Linked DNA regions of Mus musculus: all the other regions are linked to region 3. The links are chromatin contacts, called in public promoter capture Hi-C maps. All regions are on one chromosome and are shown on one strand. The core of a region is the stretch at or near the end of the contact, and the rest is flanking DNA. Distances in the headings are between cores, read along the strand shown.

Evidence for each region. Capture Hi-C pulls out chosen DNA fragments and counts their contacts.
Region 1: a contact with region 3 is called in a promoter capture Hi-C map of adipose tissue, with 4 times the contacts expected there. The contact joins the promoter of Psmb7 here to the promoter of Mrrf in region 3. A contact is called at or near these places in 1 of 39 promoter capture datasets (pre-B cells), 2 of 484 Hi-C or Micro-C datasets (CD4 T cells and regulatory T cells) and 2 of 9 other capture datasets (adipose tissue and liver).
Region 2: a promoter capture Hi-C map of adipose tissue shows a contact between it and region 3, with 4 times the contacts expected there. The contact joins the promoter of Golga1 here to the promoter of Mrrf in region 3. A contact is called at or near these places in 2 of 39 promoter capture datasets (the 3T3-L1 cell line and embryonic stem cells), 1 of 484 Hi-C or Micro-C datasets (CD8 T cells), 1 of 115 datasets of contacts at active chromatin or transcription factors (astrocytes) and 2 of 9 other capture datasets (adipose tissue and liver).
Region 4: a contact with region 3 is called in a promoter capture Hi-C map of adipose tissue, with 2.3 times the contacts expected there. The contact joins the promoter of Rpl35 here to the promoter of Mrrf in region 3. A contact is called at or near these places in 6 of 39 promoter capture datasets (the 3T3-L1 cell line, cranial neural crest, liver and 2 more) and 1 of 9 other capture datasets (adipose tissue).

The regions. Positions count from the first base shown.
Region 1 is chr2:38,642,473-38,645,172 of GRCm38.p6, reverse strand. It overlaps Psmb7 (proteasome (prosome, macropain) subunit, beta type 7), which reads left to right and starts at 1,267. Exons shown (of 8, transcript NM_011187.1): 1 at 1,267-1,332; 2 at 1,722-1,815. The coding sequence starts at 1,271.
Region 2 is chr2:39,064,160-39,066,859 of GRCm38.p6, reverse strand. It overlaps Golga1 (golgi autoantigen, golgin subfamily a, 1), which reads left to right and starts at 1,319. Exons shown (of 23, transcript NM_029793.2): 1 at 1,319-1,479; 2 at 2,137-2,185. Scai (suppressor of cancer cell invasion) reads left to right here. Exons shown (of 18, transcript NM_178778.3): 18 at 1-646.
Region 3 is chr2:36,134,988-36,137,687 of GRCm38.p6, reverse strand. It overlaps Mrrf (mitochondrial ribosome recycling factor), which reads right to left and starts at 1,290. Exons shown (of 7, transcript NM_026422.2): 1 at 989-1,290. Rbm18 (RNA binding motif protein 18) reads left to right here and starts at 984. Exons shown (of 6, transcript NM_026434.4): 1 at 984-1,206.
Region 4 is chr2:39,003,741-39,006,440 of GRCm38.p6, reverse strand. It overlaps Rpl35 (ribosomal protein L35), which reads left to right and starts at 1,310. Exons shown (of 4, transcript NM_025592.3): 1 at 1,310-1,357; 2 at 1,573-1,709; 3 at 2,253-2,334. The coding sequence starts at 1,355.

The DNA of each region.
Region 1 (2,700 bases), core at 18-2,517, 2.5 Mb before region 3:
TATTTTCCTGACTTCCGCAGCAAGCCTCACATTTCCATCAGTAGAAGATTTTCTTAAAATTACATAACACTGCACTCATAGTGCTGGGTAACATTATGAATTCTGTGCCCATAAACAATCCAGTGCCTCTCCTTCAGCCTTAACAACTACTGATTCACTTTATGCTTCTGCAGATTTGCCTATTTTGAGATACTTCATACAAATGGAACTCTCTAAGGCTGGGGAGATGGCCCAGAGGGAAGATGACTGAAAGAGTAAAGTGGAGAGTGGTGGAGGACTCCCAACATTAACCATACACCCACATGTACCCACAGGCATGTGAACATGATTACCACATGAATGTATAGTATATCACATGTGAATGTAATTATACAATGTGGTTCTTCTTCTCCATGCCTAGTCTCTTTATATTTAGCAAATTGTTTTCCAGGGTCACCCCTGATTTAGTAGGTATCACATTCCCTTCCCTTTTACGGCCTAATACTGTTTCACTGTGCTGATATTCCACATTTTGTTTACTCATTCATCCGTCAATGGGCATTTGTGTTGTTTCCCGATTTGCCTGTTAGGTACCTGGTTGCTATGCTCATTTGCCTAGAAGCATCTGTGAACTTAGCTTTCCAGTTCTTCTGGGTAGGTATGACAGTGATAATTTTGGTTTAAGATCCAGTTCGTTTTCCGGAGCAGATGACCGTTTTATATTCCCACCTGTCACAGAGAGTTTTTCTCTGTCCAACTCCAGTCATTGTAGTGGGTCCAAAGCAGTGTCTCACTGGGGGCTTGGGGTTGCCTTGTCCTCGTGACTCAGGGCACGAAACGTCTTTCCATGTGTCTGTTTGCCTTTCTGAGGAAGGTGAAAGCTCCGTTACACACTAACAGTAGGAAATAAGGGAGTTGAAAGGGATTTGCTCAGCGGCTTTGCCTGGACCTGGGGTGTGTGGATGTCCCTGATACACGCCGGATTCTAGTTTAACCGCAGAAACAGATCTGGTCTGAGCGTCAGGAGATTTGGTTATTGGGGGAATTTTATTATCTGATTTAACAAATTCCATCCCTTCGGCTGATCGTCAGTTTCCCCTTCCCAGGACTTGAGGCAAAACTACTTCAAAGACCCAAGCCTCTCTAGGAAGTGAGAACTCAAGAACTCTATGTCCAAGAGCGCCAGTTCGAAGTTTGCCCCGCCCTCTCGTCCCGGTCTCTCGCGGCGCCGGAAGTGCTAAGTTCTTTTTTTGTCGCTCCGCCCTCGGCCCGGAAACACTTTCTTGGCAAGATGGCGGCTGTGTCGGTGTTTCAGCCACCGGTCGGAGGCTTTTCTTTTGATAATTGTCGCAGGTGTGTTCATGCCCGGGGGCGCGATCGGGACCCGAGTGGGAACTCTGTACGCCGGATCGGAACTGGGCTGCGGCCGGGGTCGGGGGCGTGAGGCGAGCGTGGGGATGGTGCCCGCGGCCGTGTGACTCAGGGAATCGGGCCCCAGCGCGGGCTGCTTCTGAGGCCGGCGCGGCCCTCTCCCCTTGCCAGTGTGTAAGGATTTGGACTTTCCTGTGGCTTTGGAGGGATTGGGTCACCGCCCCGATCTGTAATTCCTCGCCGATGGTGCTAATAATGGGAGAATCCAGTGATCACACTGGGGTGGAAGAAAATTGAGTTCCTTCCTAAGCACCCACTCTTCTCGCCAGTGGTCTTGTCCTCTAACACTTGATTTCTGTGCCTTCCCTTAGGAATGCTGTCTTGGAAGCGGATTTCGCAAAAAAGGGGTTCAAGCTCCCGAAAGCTCGGAAAACTGGCACTACCATCGCGGGGGTGGTGTATAAGGTAAGCCTAGACAGGCCGACCGTAGCGGTAACTGACCTATTAACCGTAGTTAGACCACTTGGACTCAAGCTTCCAGCTAGAACTGTCAGAGTGCATCATGAGAATCGGCTTTTATTAGGGAATGCCTTGATCAAGAGGTTTTACATGTTAAATAGTTTGTATTTACTCATTTTGAAGTTTTACACATGAGGGCAATTTGGCTTTTCCTAAGGTACTCTAGGAAGCAGGATGCTACAATGGGAAAGCACAGAATTTGGGATTAATTGGTTTGTTTAGATGTTTAATGCTTCCATACTGTTTCTAGTGAACTACTTGGGCAGTTTAGTCCCCCCCCCCCCCCCCCCCTTTGAGACAGGGTCTCATTATATAGCCCCGATTGTTGTAGATCAGGCTGCTTTAAACTAGAAATTTACCTGCTTCTGCCTCCACAACGTTGGGAGAGCCACTCTGCCCTCAGCCTTTTTTTTTTTTTTTTACAGAGTTAAATCTCTATCCATCAAATGGAGATAAATCCTGAAATAAACTGTAAAGATAATAAAGGCTAGCGATTAATGTTGTTAGTGGGGTGAAGAGAGTCACATTTCAAAAACTAATAGAGGTGACTGTTTCCTAAATTTTCTCTGTGTATGTGCTTGTACATATGCTATGGGACAAGTGTAGAGGTCAGAGAACAACTTGGTGGAGTCCATTCTGAGCTTCATGTGGCTTCTTACAATGGAATTCAGTTTTCCAGGCTTGCCCGACTAGTGTATTGTACTTGCTGACCTATTTTGTTGGAAATATTTTGTTGGAAAGATTGTGGGTCTTCATTCCACATTTTTTCTTTCCAGTTTAGCTCTGTGATTTAAAAGGAATTTACTGAATCGTTGCGCCTTGATTGAAGAT
Region 2 (2,700 bases), core at 70-2,569, 2.9 Mb before region 3:
TCAATTTTGAAGAGACTTTACCACAGTGACTAAGGGGAAAATTCTATTGTATCATTTGACTTGAACATTTGTAAAAGTCTTGTCTGTGGTGTTTCTAAATTGCTTAAACCATACATTCTCTTAAGGATTTTAATTTGCTTTTGTTCTTTTCCAACAGTCATTTTCTGGTTTTGTCTGTTACAGTAAACATTTTATAGACCTTAGGAATTGTCAAGTTCTTGAACATTTATTTTCTTGAGTTGATCACTTAACTCTTGTGTATGTGATTTGTCATAAACAATTAGAGCCTTTCACTTCTTCACTACATGAATTTCAGAGTAAACACTGTGATTCTACAGAGCAGATTCCATAGGCGTTCCAATATTCTTAACTGTTACACAGTGCCTGTCACTTTGAGGGCACATAAATACTAGGATGGAAAATAAAACGTTGTTTTGATGTTTGTTAAATAACAAGATTACAGAATATCTGTGGGGTTTTTTTTGTTTTTTGTGGTCAGTGTAATAAAGAATTTTGCATTGATAAATATTCTCTAGGAATGTGTATACATTCATCTAGTGTGAACTCTTGTAAATGAATTTTGTATCTTGAATCACGTATATATTAAGTGTATCATCAATATAAAAATAAACATTATTTGCTTAAAGTTTTGTGTATTTCTTTAGTATTGACAGTTGTTTCCTTGTTTGGGGTAAATCTTAGGCGCTTTAGCTGTCTTGAGTTACAGATTAACGCGTATAACTATTTTGTAGATTGAGATTACTGTTTATAAAGTATTTGTTTTCTCCCTAACTGGTTGCTACAACTGGGACAAGAGGAAACTGGAATAGATGGAATCAACAAAACAGGCTGGGGTTGCTTCTAGGGCAGGACTGAAGTTGCTATAATGTACAATGCGTAGCTTGAAACTTGAGAAATACGAAAATCTTACTTGGGCAGAACTAGGATAAAAGGTTCTAGAAACTTCTTTCAGTTGTATGAAACATGATCGACAGCAACTCGGATTGAGAGGTGCCCGGTGTCGTTTTTTTGAGCATAGACTTTCCTGTAGCCCCAAAGCTGGCCCTGGGGTACCGCACGCCACGGGGCTCCTCCCTCTTCAGAAGGGAAGGTGCCGATCCAGGGCGGCCAGATTGCGGTGCCTCTCGCTGACGTGTCAGTGGCCGGCCAACACAGGTAGAGGTGCCCGCGCCCGGTAGCCGTTTCAGCCCAACGGCACAAGCACCCCCGCTTGCGCGCCGCTGAATCGCACACGGGCGCATGCGCGCGCTGAGAACCAAGCCGACGCGCTGCCACTTCCGGCGCGCGGCAAACGTGCGGTTCCGGGTCGGTGCTCGGCTCGTCGGCCTGAGGTGGGGGCCAAGCGCCCTCGAGAGTCCGCGGAGGCGTGGCTGCTCCCACACAGCAAGTGCACTACTGGAGTCCCTGGACGCAAGTAGGCCTCCCTCTCTCCCATGGCCTCCGGCGCTCTACCGCGAGGTGGGGACACAATGGACCCCAACCCAGGGCTGGGGACGGTGCCAGGGGACTCGGGGCGAAGGCTGCCCCCTTGGCCTGGGGGTCTGGAGCTGCCCTGCGCGACCTAAGCCAAGCCGCCACTCTTTTCAGGGGCGCAGTCTCCCTACTGTCAAACAGAGGTTGAGCCCCTCCCTTGGTTGACAGCCCTAGTAGGGCTGCGCCTCCAGAGCGAGCCAGAGGGAGTGGGATCCAAAACGCGGTGACCTGCACCTCTGAACCGTAACCATCTGTCAGAACTTTGCTGTCGTTCTAGCAACTTAGTGCGAGTAAGGGCTCAGGGACCAGACCACAAGCCTGACCAGCTGTGAGAATCGGCTGAAAACTAAATATTGTCACTGGGAAGCCGGCAACTAATTCGAGATGTTTTGCTCAGAACTCCTAGGGAGACATGAGTGTTGGCACCAGTGCTAGAAGAAATTCTTTCTGCTTAAAGGTGGAAATTCTTAGGCTGCCCACTGGGACTGAGGAGCGTCTCACTGACAGTAGTACAATAGTGGCCAGGTGTATTTGCCCACTTATTCAGCCCTGCCCCCCCCCCCTTCTTTTGTCCCTCTCCCGCTGAACGTTTTCATCCGGCACTTGAAATATCCAACCTATTTTATCTTTGTTTTTACACAGGGCAGTGACTTTGACCTCCATACTCTTTTAAATATAGTAGATAAGACAGGTGAGTACAGTGGTTTACAGATATTGGGGGTAAAGTTTTGAAGGATTTCATAGGCTTAATGGCTAACCTGAAGTGGTAAGGCGTCATCTGTCATCTTACAACAGAGTGTATCCTGCACAGACGTGAAAAGATAAGGTTGAAACAGAACAGTAGGAGTTTGCTTTATTTTGTTTTGTTTTGGTTTTTGTTTGGTTTTTTGTTGTTGTTGTTGTTGTTGTTGTTGTTGTTTTGGTTTTTCGAGACAGGGTTTCTCTGTGTAGCCCTGGCTGCTGTCTTCGAACTCTCTCTGTAAACCAGGCTGGCCTCGAACTCAGAAATCCGCCTGCCTCTGCCTCCCAAGGGCTGGGATTAAAGTCGTGAGCCACCACCACCCGGCCTGTTTTGTTTTTGAGACAAGATCTCACTATGCAGCCTTCCCTGGCTGACCTGGGGCTGTGTAGACTAGACTTGCCTTGAACTCACAGAGATCCTTTTGCCTCTGCACCACCATACCTGGCCCAGTAATGTTTTATATA
Region 3 (2,700 bases), core at 41-2,540:
CTATAGAAAATGTTAAGGCCAAGATCCAGGATAAGGAAGGAATTCCTTCTCTCAGCAGAGGCTGATCTTTGCTGGCAAGCAGCTGAAAGATGGCCATACTTTGACTGTAACATTCAAAAGGTGTGCTGAGACTTCATGGTGGTCCTGAGAAAAGGATAAAGGGTTATAGCACTGCCAAGAAGAATAAGAATAAGAAGGTTAAGTTGGCTGTGCTGAAATACTATAAAGTGGATGAAAATGTCCTCCTGATCAACATGGGGCTAGAGTGTTCATGGCTAGTTACCTTGACAGACATTACTGTGGTGAGTGTTGCCTGCCTTACTGCTTCAACAATCCAGAAGACAAGTAGTTGTGTGTGAGTTAATAAAAACACAGGAATGAGAAGGAAAAAAAAAAAAAAAAGCACCAAACTTTGAGATGGCCTAGGCAACTGTCCTGCTTCTAGTGCTTCCTAAGTATGTGATCTTAATCTGTAAAATGTGCCAGAGTCACGGGAATGATGAAGCACCATCGAAATGACAACTGTTTGCCCACTGGTCAGCAGAATGATGATTTTAAAAGCCCCAGGCATTCGACTCAGGCCTGGGTGGAATTCAAACTTCATCACTTGGGAGACGCGCGACCTTGGTAAAGACAGCGCTTGAGTTTTTGTTTCTTCATCACCACCGGGAATAATTACACCTCCGCGTGTAGGGTTGTTTGGAAAAGGCATTATTCCTGTCAGGTGACGTCTTAAGCATCAGGAACTATTTACCAAGTTCCCAGGCAAGGCTCTAAATGTCGGCTGAGTGACAATGGCCCCGCCCCACCCTTGTGAGCATAGAAGTCCCGCCCCCGGCCTTAAGGTCCAGCCGAACTCTGCTGAACCAGTCACGGATAGTATCCTAGCCCTACGAGGTCCCTCCGAGAGCCTAGAAAAGTGTCACCAGAGCTCGAATCCCGCCCACTCCTTGAGAGCCGACCCCCACACACACTCAAGGCCACTCACCAGCTACGGCCGGGACTATAGAGAAACACACGCGGGACAGCGGAGGTGCGGGCGTCATGACGTCACGGGCCAGCGCGGCGGCGCAGGCGTAGTGCGTCACGGGCGGCCAGGCGGCGAGCGGTGTTTCGGCAGAGGTAACCTCAGGTCCTTCGCTCGGACCCCAGCGTCGGAAGCTGCTTTCGGGGCATGAGCTGAGGGCACAGCTCTGAGGCTAGCAGGTGAGTACCCGAAGCTCAGTGCCATCCTGGCCGCGGGGCCTTGGCGAAAACCATCCTCACCCGCAGGCTTCTAGGCCCCGCCCCGGATTGTCCTGTCTCTGGCCGGAAATAACAATCCCATTAGTGACTTCGCTGCCAGGAATCGGGGTGCCGTGGTTGTTGGCCTGACCCCGTGGTTAACGTGTAAGAATAAGCGACCCCAGTCCCCTCCTGACTTTTAGAGTAGATACCGCTCAGCCGGGAGGAGTAGATTGGCATTTGTGAACATGTTACTCAAAGGAGTTGTCGCCTTTGCAACCCCCAAAAGACTTGATAGTCACATACTAACTTATTAGACTTTACTGTTTGTTTCTCAAAATTTCATGAGCTGAGCTGTCACATGTATATTCTTATTTAAAATGACCACGTGATGCAGGAATTTGTCTCCATCTCAGGAAAGAAGAGAATTGAAAATAGTGCCAACTCTGAGCCAGGCAGTGTACAATATGCTGGGCATAGAGAACCATGATCAAGGCCCTATGCCATAGGAGCTTTTATTATTTTAGAAACATAGGCAAAAAGTAAACTACTCATTGTGTTCACACACAGGAGCAGAGATCCTGAGGAAGATACCTAAGGGAGGGACTGTTACTAAAGGCACAGTAGTTGGAAAAGTTGATTTTGAGTCGAGTCTCTCTAGCCCCATGTCCTGTACTCTTCCTATTTATACATGGCCTCTTTGGCATGTTTAAGTATCTTTTTGGTGTTACAGTTGTTTTTAGACGTGAGAACATCAGAAGTTCTAGCATTCAAATCCAGCATTCTCAGTCTGAAGTAGTGCAACCCCCAGTCACACAGCTTTCTCAGTGTTGGGTGAGTTCTCAGCATGGTTCTGAAGGCATTAGGGGTAGAATTTGGCAGAGCTACAGACTTTAATGAGGTACTCTCCTCATAAGGGAACTAAACTGAAGAGTCGTTAAATGATAGTGCCTGTCTCAGTATCTGTCAATTACTTCAATATTTTGCCGTTTTTAAATTTAGTTCTCTTTTTCAAAAATATCCGAGAATGGAGAGTATTTCGTACAAGGCAGAGCTTGAGGCACTTCTAGATACAGAAGATACATGTTTTGGTTTGGGGGTTTGGGTTTTTGTTTTTTTTGTTTTTTTTTCCTAGGAGGGAGGTCTGAAGTCTGGTATAGGCAGCTATCGTCTCTGTCCCTTTACCTTTCCTTTATCATATTGTATATTTATTAAAATTTCATTTTTCATCTATAAACTCTTTTTTTTCTTCTCAGCAACCTTAACTAATTAGGAAAGCAGGATTTATCTTTACAGATCTTTTAGGTTTATTAACTCTGTGTGTATGAGCCTGTCCTGGCTATTTTGTGTCAACTTGACACAGCTGGAGTTCCCACAGAGAAAGGAGCTTCAGGTGAGGAAATGCCTCCATGAGATCCAGCTGTAAGGCATTTTCTCAATTAGTGATCAAGGGGAGAGATCCCCTTGTGGGTGGGA
Region 4 (2,700 bases), core at 61-2,560, 2.9 Mb before region 3:
AATTGGTCAGTTTGGTCAACTCATCACACAAACCCAACATCGTCTGCTTTGTTCTGATCTAGATGCTAGCGGTCTGTCTGGGACTGTAGGCAAAGGGTCATGTGCACTTTAACCATGTTATAATTTCCCCAATCTTTACATATCAGGTCTTGGCTGGGAGCTTTGCAGGTTTTCAGTTTAGTTCCTCTAATCCTCAAAGATACACTAACCGGAGACGCGAAGGGACTTGCCAAGATATAAACTGGTACTAGCAATAAAGCAAGACTCTGTTTCGGAGCTTTTATTTATTCTTGTATCAGTGCCGGGAATGCACACAGCTTTGTGCATGCCAGGGAAACACTACCACGGAACTAAGCTACCAGCACGATTTGGAATCTCTCTGGAGACGGTTTCATTAATATATCTTGGTGTAATAAAGAAGGCTTGAACTCCGGATCCTCCTTTTCCACTGCCTGGGCGCTGTGACACCGTGCCCAGACCTAAAGCAATAATCAGAAATCCCACAAAAGTCTGGGGATGAGATTTGTACTACTACATACCATCTCCGCAAATTCTTGCTGGATGACTTTATTGTTACCCTTGCCAGGTGGTGGCGCACTTTGGATACCAAACTTGGGTACAAAACAAGTCCAGGAGATAGGTAGGTAGGTAGGTAGATAGATAGATAGATAGATAGATAGATAGATAGATAGATAGATAGATAGATAGATAGATAGATAGATATGGAGGCCTTGTATTTAAAAAAGAAAAGAAGAAAAAAAGGATAGCGAGATGGTTAGGTCGAACCTGACCACTTGCGTTCGACGTTCGAGCGCCGAACAGTGGAAGAAGAGAACTCCCACAGGTTGTTCTCCAACCTCCATGCTCGCTGGCTCTCTCACATACACTTGCGAGGCATTGTGGCACTTGTACTGTCAGCATTAGGAAGCGATTTAGAATAAGACCTTGTCTCAAACTTTTAAAGAAAACCCTCACACCTCATGCCCTCCGCACCCTGACACCACCCGCGGCTAGCTCAGCCCCGCACAGACCAGAGAACTTCAAGCTTCCGAATAAAACCGAGGGAACAGAAGAACTGCAGCCTTCTCTGCGCTGCCTCCAGCCAGCCCGGTGTTGCTCATCGCGAGACTCAGTTTCCCCAGCTGGGTCGCTTAGAGACCAGCCAACCTTAGGAAGGCAGGACTTCCGGGAAGCGGAGGGCACCACGGCCGCGGCTGCGCAGGGGCGGAGCGGGCCTCCCAAACCGCGACGCTATTGGCCGTGCCCGGCGCCACCCGGCAGTAGTTGAGGAAGTCGGCCCCGCCCTTTCCTCTTTCTCTCGAACCAGGCTGCTTCAGCCGTGAACAACGCCGAAATGGTGAGGCTGCGGGAATCGGGTGCCATCGGTCGCCGGGGACACGTGGGGACAGTGGCGCGGGGCGCGGGGCGGACGGGGGGAACTCAGAGAGCAGCGGGGGCCGGCTCAGGCTGCCCGCCCTCGCTTACGCCGCGGCCTCTGGCGCACCGTCCCTCCTGGGTCGGCCGGGGACGAAGCGGGAGCTCCGTGACCCATAGAGTCGCTCCTCATTGCAGGCCAAGATTAAGGCTCGGGACCTGCGCGGCAAGAAGAAGGAGGAGCTGTTGAAACAACTGGACGATCTGAAGGTGGAATTGTCCCAGCTTCGGGTCGCCAAAGTGACAGGCGGCGCCGCGTCCAAGCTCTCCAAGATGTAAGTGGGCCTTGAGGTCCCAGCTGGGTGCTTCCCCTTCCCTGCCTTGGCCCCTTGAGCCATTTCCCCTCGACTGTCCTTGGCCAACTACTGTGGTGAGAGAATAGGGCATTCCTTGAAGGGCCATGGTGGTGCCGCCTCACATGGGTTGTAGTACGGCTGGAAGCAAGTGGTGACGACAAGGGAGGGAAACTTGAAAAGAGACGCTGAGCCCATGTGTTCCAGTCACGAGTTGATCTCTTATCACCATGACTAAAATCAGCTGTTCGTGGCCTCTGCCTGGCTTCAATGTCCTCTCTTCACACCTGTTCTCTTTTCTCCAATTTGTGATTCCTTACACTGAACTAGGTAACTTGAAGGCATGGTCTCAGTCTCTGGCCTTTGGGATAAGTTCTTGGGCCAAATCTGCATTAAGTGTCCACGTCTATCTGTTGACAAACCTGTCCTTATCTCTAGATTTCCCTCCTGGGTGGCAGAAATGAGGGCCTTGTGTTGGAGGGGTTAATGTGCCTACCTGATCTTCACTGCCATCTATTTTTATAGACGAGTCGTTCGCAAGTCTATCGCCCGAGTCCTCACTGTTATTAACCAGACTCAAAAAGAAAACCTCAGGAAATTCTACAAGGTGAGCACTGGCCAGGAACTGTTGTGGAAAGGGTATAGGGTACAAGGGACTGGAGGACTGGGCCTCAGTAAGCTCCCATTATGTGGCTGAGTTTGCCCAGTTACCAGCTTCCCGAACTGACAGGAGTTCTTGGTGTCAAAGGGTCAGATGTGGCTGGTCAGGGTGGCGCAAGCCTTTAATCTCAGCACTCAGAAAACCAAACCCAAAAAAAAAGTCGGATGTGAGGGTGGACTGGACACTAGCTTTGAACTCAGCTGTGTGGTAGTTGTTGGGTTAGATTGCTTTGTTAGAAGATGGAACTGGAACCCTAGCCTGAGGCAAAGCTAGCTGTTCAGGGTGTCTGTCTCACAGCCAAGCACCTGCTGT